Linked DNA regions of Rattus norvegicus: region 1 is linked to region 2. A link is a contact called in public Hi-C data. All regions are on one chromosome and are shown on one strand. The core of a region is the stretch at or near the end of the contact, and the rest is flanking DNA. Distances in the headings are between cores, read along the strand shown. Region 1 holds the start of Nt5c3a (5'-nucleotidase, cytosolic IIIA). Region 2 holds the start of Avl9 (AVL9 cell migration associated).

Region 1 (5,673 bases), core at 2,344-4,843, 240 kb before region 2:
AGACGATTAGTTTCTTGCTTCTTCTATGGTATAGCTTGCCTCCTTATGTTGGGCTTTACCATTTATTATCCTTTGTAGTGCTGGATTTGTAGAAAGATATTGTGTAAATTTGGTTTTGTCATGGAATATCTTGGTTTCTCCATCAATGTTAATTGAGAGTTTTGCTGGATACAGTAACCTGGGCTGGCATTTGTGTTCTCTTAGGGTCTGTATGACATCAGTCCAGGATCTTCTGGCCTTCATAGTTTCTGGCGAGAAGTCTGGTGTGATTCTGATAGGTCTCCCTTTATATGTTACTTGACCTTTTTCCCTTACTGCTTTTAATATTCTTTCTTTATTTTGTGCGTTTGGTGTTTTGACAATTATGTGACGGGAGGTGTTTCTTTTCTGGTCCAATCTATTTGGAGTTCTGTAGGCTTCTTGTATGTCCATGGGTATCTCTTTTTTTAGGTTAGGGAAGTTTTCTTCTATGATTTTGTTGAAGATATTTACTGGTCCTTTGAGCTGGGAGTCTTCACTCTCTTCTATACCTATTATCCTTAGGTTTGATCTTCTCATTGAGTCCTGGATTTCCTGTATGTTTTGGACCAGTAGCTTTTTCCGCTTTACATTATCTTTGACAGTTGGGTCAATGATTTCTATGGAATCTTCTGCTCCTGAGATTCTCTCTTCCATCTCTTGAATTCTGTTGGTGAGGCTTGTATCTACAGCTCCTTGTCTCTTCTTTTGGTTTTCTATATCCAGGGTTGTTTCCATGTGTTCTTTCTTGATTGCTTCTATTTCCATTTTTAATTCCTTCAACTGTTTGATTGTGTTTTCCTGGAATTCTTTCAGGGATTTTTGCGATTCCTCTCTGTAGGCTTTTACTTGTTTATTAATGTTTTCCTGTGCTTCCCTAAGTGTGTTCATGTCTTTCTTGAAGTCCTCCAGCATCATGATCAAATATGATTTTGTAACTAGATCTTGCTTTTCTGGTGTGTTTGGATATTCCATGTTTGTTTTGGTGGGAGAATTGGGCTCCGATGATGGCATGTAGTCTTGGTTTCTGTTGCTTGGGTTCCTGCGCTTGCCTCTCGCCATCAGATTATCTCTAGTGTTACTTTGTTCTGCTATTTCTGACAGTGGCTAGACTGTCCTATAAGCCTGTGTGACAGGAGTGCTGTAGACCTGTTTTCCTCTCTTTCAGTCAGTTATGGGGACAGAGTGTTCTGCTTTCTGGCGTGTAGTTTTTCCTCTCTACAGGTCTTCAGCTGTTCCTGTGGGCCTGTGTCTTGAGTTCACCAGGCAGCTTTCTTGCAGCAGAAAATTTGGTCTTACCTGTGGTCCCGAGGCTCAGGTTCGCTCGTGGGGTGCTGCCCACGGGCTCTCTGCAGCGGCAGCAACCAGGAAGACCTGTGCCGCCCCTTCCGGGAACTTCAGTGCACCAGGGTTCCAGATGGTCTTTGGCTTTTTCCTCTGGCGTCCGAGATGTGTGTGCAGGGAGCAGTCACTTCTGGTTTCCCAGGCTTGTCTGCCTCTCTGAAGGTTTAGCTCTCCCTCCCACGGGATTTGGGTGCAGAGAACTGTTTATCCGGTCTGTTTCTTTCAGGTTCCGGCGGTGTCTCAGGCACAGGGGTCCTGCCGCTCCTGGGCCCTTCCCCACGGGAGCCCAGAGGCCTTATACAGTTTCCTCTTGGGCCAGGGATGTGGGCAGGGGTGAGCAGAGTTGGTGGTCTCTTCCGCTCTGCAGCCTCAGGAGTGCCCACCTGACCAGGCGGTTGGGTCTCTATCTCACCGGGTCTGGGAGCAGAGAGCTGCTGCGGGCCGGGATCCGCGGGTGTGGGACTTCCCGTAAACACAGAACGTGCCCGGTCCTAGAGAAATTCTGCTTTCCTGTGTCCCAAGCTCACCAGGCAGCTTTCTTGCAGCAGAAAATTTGGTCTTACCTGTGGTCCCGAGGCTCAGGTTCGCTCGTGGGGTGCTCCCCACGGGTTCTCTGCAGCGGCAGCAACCAGGAAGTCGAAGTGAGTCTTAACTACCCGGAGACCTCCCCCTCCCCAGTGTGACATGAGAACGGAATTTGATGCAAATGCAAGAGGTTTATTTTCTGGCGTGTCGGGGTCAACCTTCAATCAGCCCCTCGTGGCGAGTGACTGGAAGGTGACCTCGAATGGCTATAACAAGCAGTTTTTATACTTCTTAGGGGTACAGGTTGCATCGGCAAGGTTACAGTTTAAACTTATTGGCTGAGCATATTGACCTTTGAGTCTATTGGCTAGCAAGCATATGACATGCATTGAACTCTCTGGAACCAGAGGATCAGGTGACTATCAGTCAGGACATTCTTTGGATTTTCAAGAGTGTCCCTGCTCCTCCCAAGAACTGTGGGTGGAGAATGGAACTTGGCATAGCCCTGACCCAAGGTGGGAAGCTGGTACTTGGCCTAATCTTGACCTGAGGCAGTGGATGCAAAGCTGGCGAAAGCCCTTAGGGTCCTTCACAGAACTCCATAACCTACCTACCTTCTACCAGGCCAAGTCTCTTAATAACTCTTACATTTCTGTAAGAACTAGGGTCCTTCACTTTCAGTAACTTAGGTGGTATATTTTAGCCTCAATTTCTTGGCCACTTCTTTGAGGCTTTTCATTTGTGAGCAGGGGTCATGGTCCACGGCACTGGTTAATCAGCCAATCACAGCAATCCTCCTGCCTTAGAATCCTTCATCCAGGTACCAGAAACATGCTGCTGCATGATGACCAGCTTGAGTCTCATATTTTGTGGAACTGCTATTTGCACAATTCATAAATTTTTTAACTCAAGAGAATATGTCTTAATATCAATTTGCTTTTAGACCAGCTAATAAAACCTTAAAAAGAAAAATAATTCTTTTTCTTCCACAGCTTTTCATTCTTGACTTCCTTTGTTTGCATATATCAGGCAGAGACAGCCTGGTCAAGCAGCAGCACAAACCTCACAGAATTGGACCAACTATCCCAAGAATCTCTCTTGCATCCCCTATCACACCCCACCTACTCTGAGAGAAGCAGGAGTAAACTATATCAATCCCTTGAAACACAATAAACAAGTGGTACAGCTTCAAGTCTGTCTGCTCACACTCCTAAGGAAAGTACGCTAAAGTGGTAGGAAGGATCTGGCTGATAAGACCAGCAACTGACAGCTCCCTCAAAGACGACTACACCGTGGGCCTCCACCCCAGGATGCTACTGCGCAGGTCAGACGCAGCGCCGGTGAGGCTGCTGGGTGTCGTAGTCCATGGTGTCTAAGGCGGGGTACAGTTTCTGAGTGGGTGGCGGATGAATTCTCTTTCACTGGGGCAAGACTTTGTTTCCTCGTCTGTCTCGTGATTCTGGGGCGGTCTTACTGTGTACTATAGAGCACTAGGATTCTGGGTTATATATGCACTACTTGCTTTTAGTAGCGAATTACATTTGTTTTCTTCCGGGTCCTTGCGGTGTTTCCTGAAGTCAGGGTTAGAGGAAGTCCCGCCCCTATTGCAGGGGCGGGGGTTCCGGACACGGGCCTCTTAGTCCCCGCCCCGTAGTCCCCGCCCCTCACCTCTTCTGGGCGGAGCCTCCTCGGTTTCCCCCCGCACGGGGCGGGGCTCCGGGCTAGTGTGCGGCTTACGGCCGCGCCCCTGGGCTCGTACCCGCGGCTCCTGGGCTTTCGCGCCGAGAGCACGCGGGCCTTCAATGGACCGCGCGGCCGTGGCGCGAGTGGGCGCGGTGGCGAGCGCCAGTGTGTGCGCGGTGGTGGCGGGCGTGGTGCTGGCCCAGTACATATTCACCTTGAAGAGAAAGACGGGCCGCAAGACCAAGATCATCGAAATGGTGAGTGCGGGAGCTGCGGCTCTCACGCGAGCTGCCGAAGTGACGTGGGCCGGCCGCGGCCCTGAGAGGGCAAGCTGCACGCGTGCTGATGCTTGACAGTGTTTCAAAGAGTGGAGAGAATAGAGATGCTCGGAGATAACTACCTCTTGCTGCAAAACCCGTTTCTCCAGAGCTAATCTCCAGTTGGCACCAGCTTCCGAGAGGTGCAGCTAATCGGATTCAGTCTCCTGCCCAGGAGTCGGTTGTGTTTGTTTGTTTGTTTGTTTGTTTGTTTTGTTTTGTTTTTTGTATCATCCTGACTATCTTGGGTTACGTTATGCAAAGAGCATTTTCGATTGTTTTTAGAAATGCCAATCAACTAGTCGGAAATTGGAATAGCTCGATTATTTGAATGTTCTTCCTTGTTTCATGTACCAAGTGTTCTTGAATCAGTCCTCCAAAACTCTTTTGTAAATCCTAGAAATGTTCTTTTAGGAGTTATTTACAGCGTCCTTAAAATTGCTTGTCTCGAGAATTTTCTTTGAGGTTTATTTTAAAGTGACTTCTTGTTCCCTGTTTGGGCGTTTCATTTAGGGTTTTTGTTTTGATGTTACAGTTGTTGGATCCGACTTGAGCATGGTGAGTGTGATTTATTCACTGGAGTACAAGGGAACATCCGGAACTAAAATAGAAAGTTGAGAAGCAGTTACTATTCTAAATAATATTTTAGGTTAATTCATTTATTCCTGGGTTATTATAGCTTATATACCTCTGATTGCAAACATTTTGTGTCAGAAGTTTTGCCTTCCTCTCTGCCTAGAGAACTTACTTACATGGCTTTATTTTGTTCCATACTCAAAATTTATAATTTTCCATCAGTGATTTTTAAAAAAAAGCTGATTTCCCTGTCTTTCTGTAGGTACTTAAACGGTGGGCGGGTTTTTCACAAAATCTTAAGGAAGAGTTTGCTTTCATTGTAAAAAGTAATAAGGGACCACCAAGAACACCACCCTTTTGTTTGTACTGTACAAATCAGTCCTTAGAATGCATTGTTTTATTAGCTGTAATATGTGTCAGGCCCCTAATAGCTTTTCAATTTAATACGTAAAAGAGTTAGATTTTTTTTTTTTACTTTTGTAATTTTAGTTGATTGTTCCTTTAGATGGGCAAAGTATTTGGATGACCTAAATACATACTCCAGCCTTCATTCATTCTTTTATAATGGTCATGACTGGGGAGTCCTTTGTGTCTGTCTCCACCCCCTTTCTTCTTAGAATTTATACAAACCCGGGGATAGCCACTGAACATCGATGTTCTGATCACAGACAATACATAACTACCTAACCAAGCAAGGTAGGCTAGGGAGAAAAAAGTGATACCAGTCGTGCTCTTGGTGATGGTGTTCCTCTTGCCTCAGCCACCTCAGTGCGGGATTCCATTCCTGAGTCACCCCGCCCGCTAGGACATTTTTAATTGAAAGGCCTTAGGAATTGGCTGGTGAGCTATGCATGCCATGGTGGAAATGGCCAGTAGTCTGGCAAACCCAGAGGGAAACCATCAAAAGGCATGCCAGAAGTATTCAAAGAGACAAGACAAGCCATTTAGTGAAGTTGTCTGGCACTTTACATTTTAGTTATCCTGTGTGTGCCCCCTGAATCTGTTTTAACATCTACCTGTACTTACATGGACCCTCTATACTGGTATAGACCCCAGGACTTTACACCTACCAGACAAGCATACCTACTTCATCAGTGCCATCCCATCCCATCCCCTTTTGAGACAGGGTCTTTCTGTATTGAAAAATCTGTTTAGGTTTCTGTGAAAGACATAGAAATACTATAAAAATAAATCTTCATTGTAACCCCAA
Region 2 (5,531 bases), core at 1,556-4,055:
TAGGGCAAGCAGAAAGGGGCCCATACCTAGATGAAGGCTATAGGTAATTCATTGAGCTAGATATGGAGACTCAGTCTTCTCCAAGGACATATCCCTGATAGGTTATCTATTCCAAGTAGTCAACCCTAAACGGATACACACCAGCAACACTAAACATACTCAGCAGGTTAAATTTATATGTGTGGATGGTTATGTGCAGCACACATGCTTGCATGTGTGTAACAGATGAAATGATAAATTTGAGGAGAGGGAGGGACACAAGAGAAATTGGAAGAGGTGTAAAGAATGTAAATAAAATATTCATATATGACAAAAAAGAGCAGGGCATGGCAGCAAATAAATCTTTATTTTTGTTTTAAGATAGGATCTCTCTATTAGATAGCCCTGTTGTCCTGGAACTCAGTCTGTGGACCAGGATGGCCTTAAACTCACAGAGATCTACTCTTTGTACCTATTAGGCAAGCACTCTACCACTGAGCTACCTACATTCCCTAGTCTAGGATTAGGTTCTTAGTGCTTTGTTTCTACCATACCCTAGGTAGGTGTAACTTTCAAAAGATCAATAATTAATCAAGCTACTTTAAGCATCAAATAGAGGAAAAACTAGGATTTATTTGCTTCTTGGAATTATTATATATTATTTGGCAATAGAAACTGAGAAGGGCAAATTAGGAAGCTATTTGGATTTGATGGTCTTAGAGAAACATAATATAGGCCTCCTGCTTCTGGCACAAAACTTACTTTACAAAAGCAGTCACTTTTACCTGCATGCTAAAACCAAAAGTCAAAGGCAGAGAGAGAGAGAGAGAGAGAGAGAGAGAGAGAGAGAGAGAGACAGAGAGAGAGAGAATATTCAGGTTGCTCTTGTATCTTTGCTTTTTAAAAAAAATCTTTTATTAATTTTTATTTATATGTATACAGTGCAGTGTAGCTGTTTTGAGATGCACCAGAAGAGGGCATCAGATCCCATTATAGATGGTTGTGAGCCACCATGTGGTTGGTGGGATTTGAACTTAGGACCTCTGCAAGAACAGCCAGTACTCTTAACCACTGAGCCATCTCTCCAGCCCTGTATCTTTGCTTTTAAGAACAGTTCTCTATTCTCTAGTCTTTATGCAGCACTATATACTGCTTCCTTTGTTGAAATTTATATTAGCAATAAAACCAGTAAGAAAGGCAGAAAACGTAATGAATCTTGGCTTTCAAATGACAGCAAGAATCAGAAGACTACCCTATCTTCTATCAATTCTGATTTTTCTTTCCTTTCCAGAGCTCCATTCAGTGTAGTTCTGAAGCGAGCTTCCACAATGACTATACTGCCACACACGGACACACATGGCACAGGAAGCAAGGTTACTACTTCTGACCGACTCCAGGGCTGGTTTTCAAAACAGTATGATCTCAGCAATCTTTTTTTTTTTCAGTGTGATTTCTGTCATTTTGTCACTTTACTCCTAGCTTATAACGCAACTAGTTAGTTCAAAGGCTGTAGTCATGAAGTACTAAAAAGTCATAATAGCACACACAATAATGCTACTTTCTCTTTAGTGTTATTCTACATCTTTCTAATCTGAGGATAAAAGGATAGAACATCTTAAAGTTAATGGTCTCTTTTTGAGGCAGGATCTAAGTATCCTGTTCAACTTAAGATAATCAATTTGCCACAGCCTCCCATTTGCTGGATGTGTGCTGTGTACCACCACACCTAGATTGAAGTTAACAGTCGACACACACCTATATACACACGCACACGCAGCTAGCTAGCTACCAGTTCTCCACTCCCTTTTCTACTTTTGTTATCTTCTAATGTTACATTCTCTGTGAAAAGAAACCAAATGCTTTGTTTTCTATTAGCAGTACTCCGTTTTTTCAACACCTTAGGTATTCAATATATACATCCACTAGCGCATTATGACATCATTGCCTTCCAGTGTTTGTTCAGATTAAACAATCCTATTCTATTTTGCTCCTCTGCCTTCAAAACAAAGCAAATGCTCTGTTCAGATGGTAGGTTGAAGAGTAAGCTAAGAAGCTGGCTCCATTTGGACTATCCATGTCCATTTGCACTATCTGTTTGGCACGTTACATTTTCATTTACTGCAACCGACTTGGAGGGTCAACCTAACCAAAAGAATAGTTCTGGGCAAGATCAAATCTTACATGGCACAAAGAGAAGGGGGCGGGGCCGCTCGCCAACCCTAAACTACAGATTCGGAGGCTTGCGGGAGATAAACAAAGGAAGCTGATTCTTCAGAGCGGAGCCTACAAGTGCGTCAGCCTACTTGAGCATTCGTGTGGAAACCCACAGCTCACTACATGCCGGCGTTCAAACGCCGAGTTTTTCCTCAAGATTTCCTTTACGGGTAGACACCCAGCAGGTCGGTGGAGATTGACAGGGAACAGAAGGCTCGTCCGTCCTTCTTTCTCTAAACCCGAACCCCCGCTGCTCGTCACACAATTCCCAGAGGCACAACGCGCGGGAGGCCGCGGGGCGCCGAGTAGGCGCGGGCCGGTCCTCACCTGGCAGCCCTTCTTGTGGTGAAAGCCGACCACCACGATATGCAGGACAGGCCCGCAGGGGGCGCCGTCACTTTCACGCCCAGCCTTCTCCATGGGCGCTCGCCGTAGACCCGCACCGCGACTCCAAACGCCGAGGCCGGGCCGCACAAAGCAGAGCGACGGCTTTCAGATGTCAACCGGAGCGCCACATACGCGCTGCGCCACGGGCTCGGGGGCCGCCGACCAGCTCCCTCACCTCCGCGAAGCCCCACAGGGCCTCCACCGCTCTGCTTCATCCGCTTCCGCAGCTTCCGGGCTGTCACCTGACGCTACAGCCGCCTCCGGCAGGGCGGGGCGGTACCCTGAGGCCCATGTCCCGGCAGCGTCTGAGGCAGTGTGGGCGGAGCCTGACTAGGGGGCGGGATTAAAGGAAAATAAATCGGATAAGGGCGGGGTTGTATAACATGAGAGGCGGGACTGTTTGAGAGCAGGATTGGCGGAAGAGGTTGAAGGCGGGGCCTATAGGACCTGTGGGGCGGGGCAGAGCGGGCGGGGCGGGGCAAGGTAAGGCAGACGCTGACCATCAGGTACCTTTTGCAGTCAGTGGTGGAGGAGTTGAATTGGCTTCCACTTAAACCTGCTCCTTTCTCCCTACGATCTTTGTCAAATCACTTCCTTCTAAAAATCTATCTTTCCTTCATTAAATATCCTTACTCCTCCTCCTTCAATTTTACTTATTTATAAAACGTATTTTCATTCTTTAAATCTTTCGTGGAATCTCTCAGCCTTGAGTTTTAAATGTTTTACAACGACACATGCATTTTCATGAAGTTTGGTATCTTGTGTATTCAACGTTGAAATTAAGTTGCTTGCTTACTCAAATGTTTCTTTACTTTCACTCTAGAGTTTTTTCATTTAATTTTTTTCTGTACAGTCCCATATACTAGGCTGCAAGTGTGTAATGCTACAAGTTGAGGAGCTGAAGTAAGAGAGTTCCAAGTTTCAAGCCAACCTGGGCTACATTGTCTTAGAAATGTGCTCACAAGGTCAAAGATCACTACTGCAAGTATAATGACCCAGCAAAGCTTTATAACTTTCAAGTCACTCCAGGCGTGGTGGTGCATGCCTTTAATTCAAACACTCACTCCAGAGGCAGAGGCAGGCAGATTTCTGAGTTTGAGACCAGCCTGGTCTACAGAGCAAGTACCAGGACAGCCAGAGCTACACAGAATTCCTGTCTTGAAAAACAATGACAAGGGATAACAACAACAGCAGCAACAATTAATAATAATAATAGTAATAATAATGATGATGATAATAACTTCAGATGAAAAGGGTCATAGTCCAAAAACCATAGGAACAAACACCACCTGTTCAGGATGGCCAGGTGGTAGTGGTGATGGTGGTGGTTGGCTTTTCCATTTTAGCTGAGGTCCTAGCTCACGCTTTACTCCAGATCATCTGATTTAGGATGTGGCTGGAAAAGGAGAAGAAAGAGAGAGTGCAGAGTACGCAGTGTTTAAACTGAGTGCACCTGGATAAACATCTAATGAAGGACAGGGAAAGGAGGCAAAGAAGGCACGTGGTTCTTAAAATTGTAAGAAAAGACAAATTTCTCACATTGGTGAGTGTGATGGCTATTCTTGGTTGTCAACTTGACTAAATCTGGAATGAACTACAACGAAGAAATGGAGGGCACATCTGTGATCCAGGTTTTGAGGCTGGAAGAGACAGGCTTCTGACCTGGATCTTAACATGGAATGACACATACTTTTGATCCAGATCTTGAGGCATAGTGACCATGAAAAGCTTAGGCCCAGGCAAGGTAGTATACATCTTTACATCCAACAGACTGAGGCAAGCAGAGTTCAAGGCCAGCCTGGGATAGAGCAAGTTCCAAATCCAGGTGTGATAGTACACACCTTTACTCTGGGCCATACCTTCTGCATAAGGACAATGGAAAAGGCATACTTCCTTCTCTACCTGCTTCCACTTACTGGCCAGCACACCCATTGGAAACTACTTCGGAATTCCTGCTTATACAGAAGAAGAGCCGAAACACTAGCCTCTTGGGACTGAGCAATTACTAGATCTTTGGACTTCCATTCACAGCCGCTCATTGTTGGGTTAGTTGGACCAAAGACTGTAAGTCAGTACAATAGTTTCCTTTAATATATATAGACATTCCATAAGTTCTGTGACTCTAGAGAACCGTGACTAACACAGAGTTTAAGATCAGTCTAGGCAAACAGGTATCCTCCTCATACCCGCAAAGATAAATAAATATATACGTTATACACAAGAGTTTGGAAGTCTTGACTCATAATATCCTCACCAATAAAGACTTACATTGTACCTGTCAAATGATTATTCCAGCTGTGATTAAAATATACTCATGTACAGTTTAAGTGCTTCTGGGTTTTACTGTAGTTGGCACAAAATAGGTTTGTTTCTAGAGTTTCCAAATCCTTTACTGAATGTGCTAAGTTTTGAAAAGTAAGTTGTTTAAATGCTTCTAAAACTACTCAATATTTTTAATATGCTATCATATCTTTTTTATATAGCAAAATTCTTGGCAATGTTCATGGCTTCATGAAAACTATACGATTTCCAGTAACATTTTTTTCACATTACCCTTTTATGTTAACTACTTGTCTTTTACTATTTTCTTGATGTAACCTGTGTTAATATTTTCCACAGTTGGCATAGCTAAAATTGAGTCTAACTTCACACCTTTGCTTGAACTTGTGTTAGACTGTCTCCAGGAAACATCGACATTTACTCCACTGTTCAGGAGTGACACGCTGCCTTTAGAGGTATGTGTCACTTTGGATCCTGAGGCTATCGCGTGAGATTAAATCATCTTTATTAAGCTTAAATGTTTTAAAAAGTATCATTTAAGATTATCATTTATTTAGTTATTTTCAGACACGAAGTGATCTGAGGGAGAAAGGATTCATTGCAGTGCAGGGGTTGAGATGACACGTACACAAAAGAAGGGACAGATAAAGAGGACTTCATGGTCCTTAAAC

What was found. A called contact is a pair of places that touch in the nucleus more often than the background predicts.
Region 1: a Hi-C map of frontal cortex shows a contact between it and region 2, with 4 times the contacts expected there. The contact joins the promoter of Nt5c3a here to the promoter of Avl9 in region 2. A contact is called at or near these places in 4 of 12 Hi-C or Micro-C datasets (frontal cortex, hepatocytes, mammary epithelial cells and 1 more).

The regions. Positions count from the first base shown.
Region 1 is chr4:87,532,758-87,538,430 of GRCr8, reverse strand. It overlaps Nt5c3a (5'-nucleotidase, cytosolic IIIA), which reads left to right and starts at 3,593. Exons shown (of 9, transcript NM_001398841.1): 1 at 3,593-3,827. The coding sequence starts at 3,690.
Region 2 is chr4:87,289,103-87,294,633 of GRCr8, reverse strand. It overlaps Avl9 (AVL9 cell migration associated), which reads right to left and starts at 2,805. Exons shown (of 16, transcript NM_001427284.1): 1 at 2,521-2,805. The coding sequence starts at 2,613.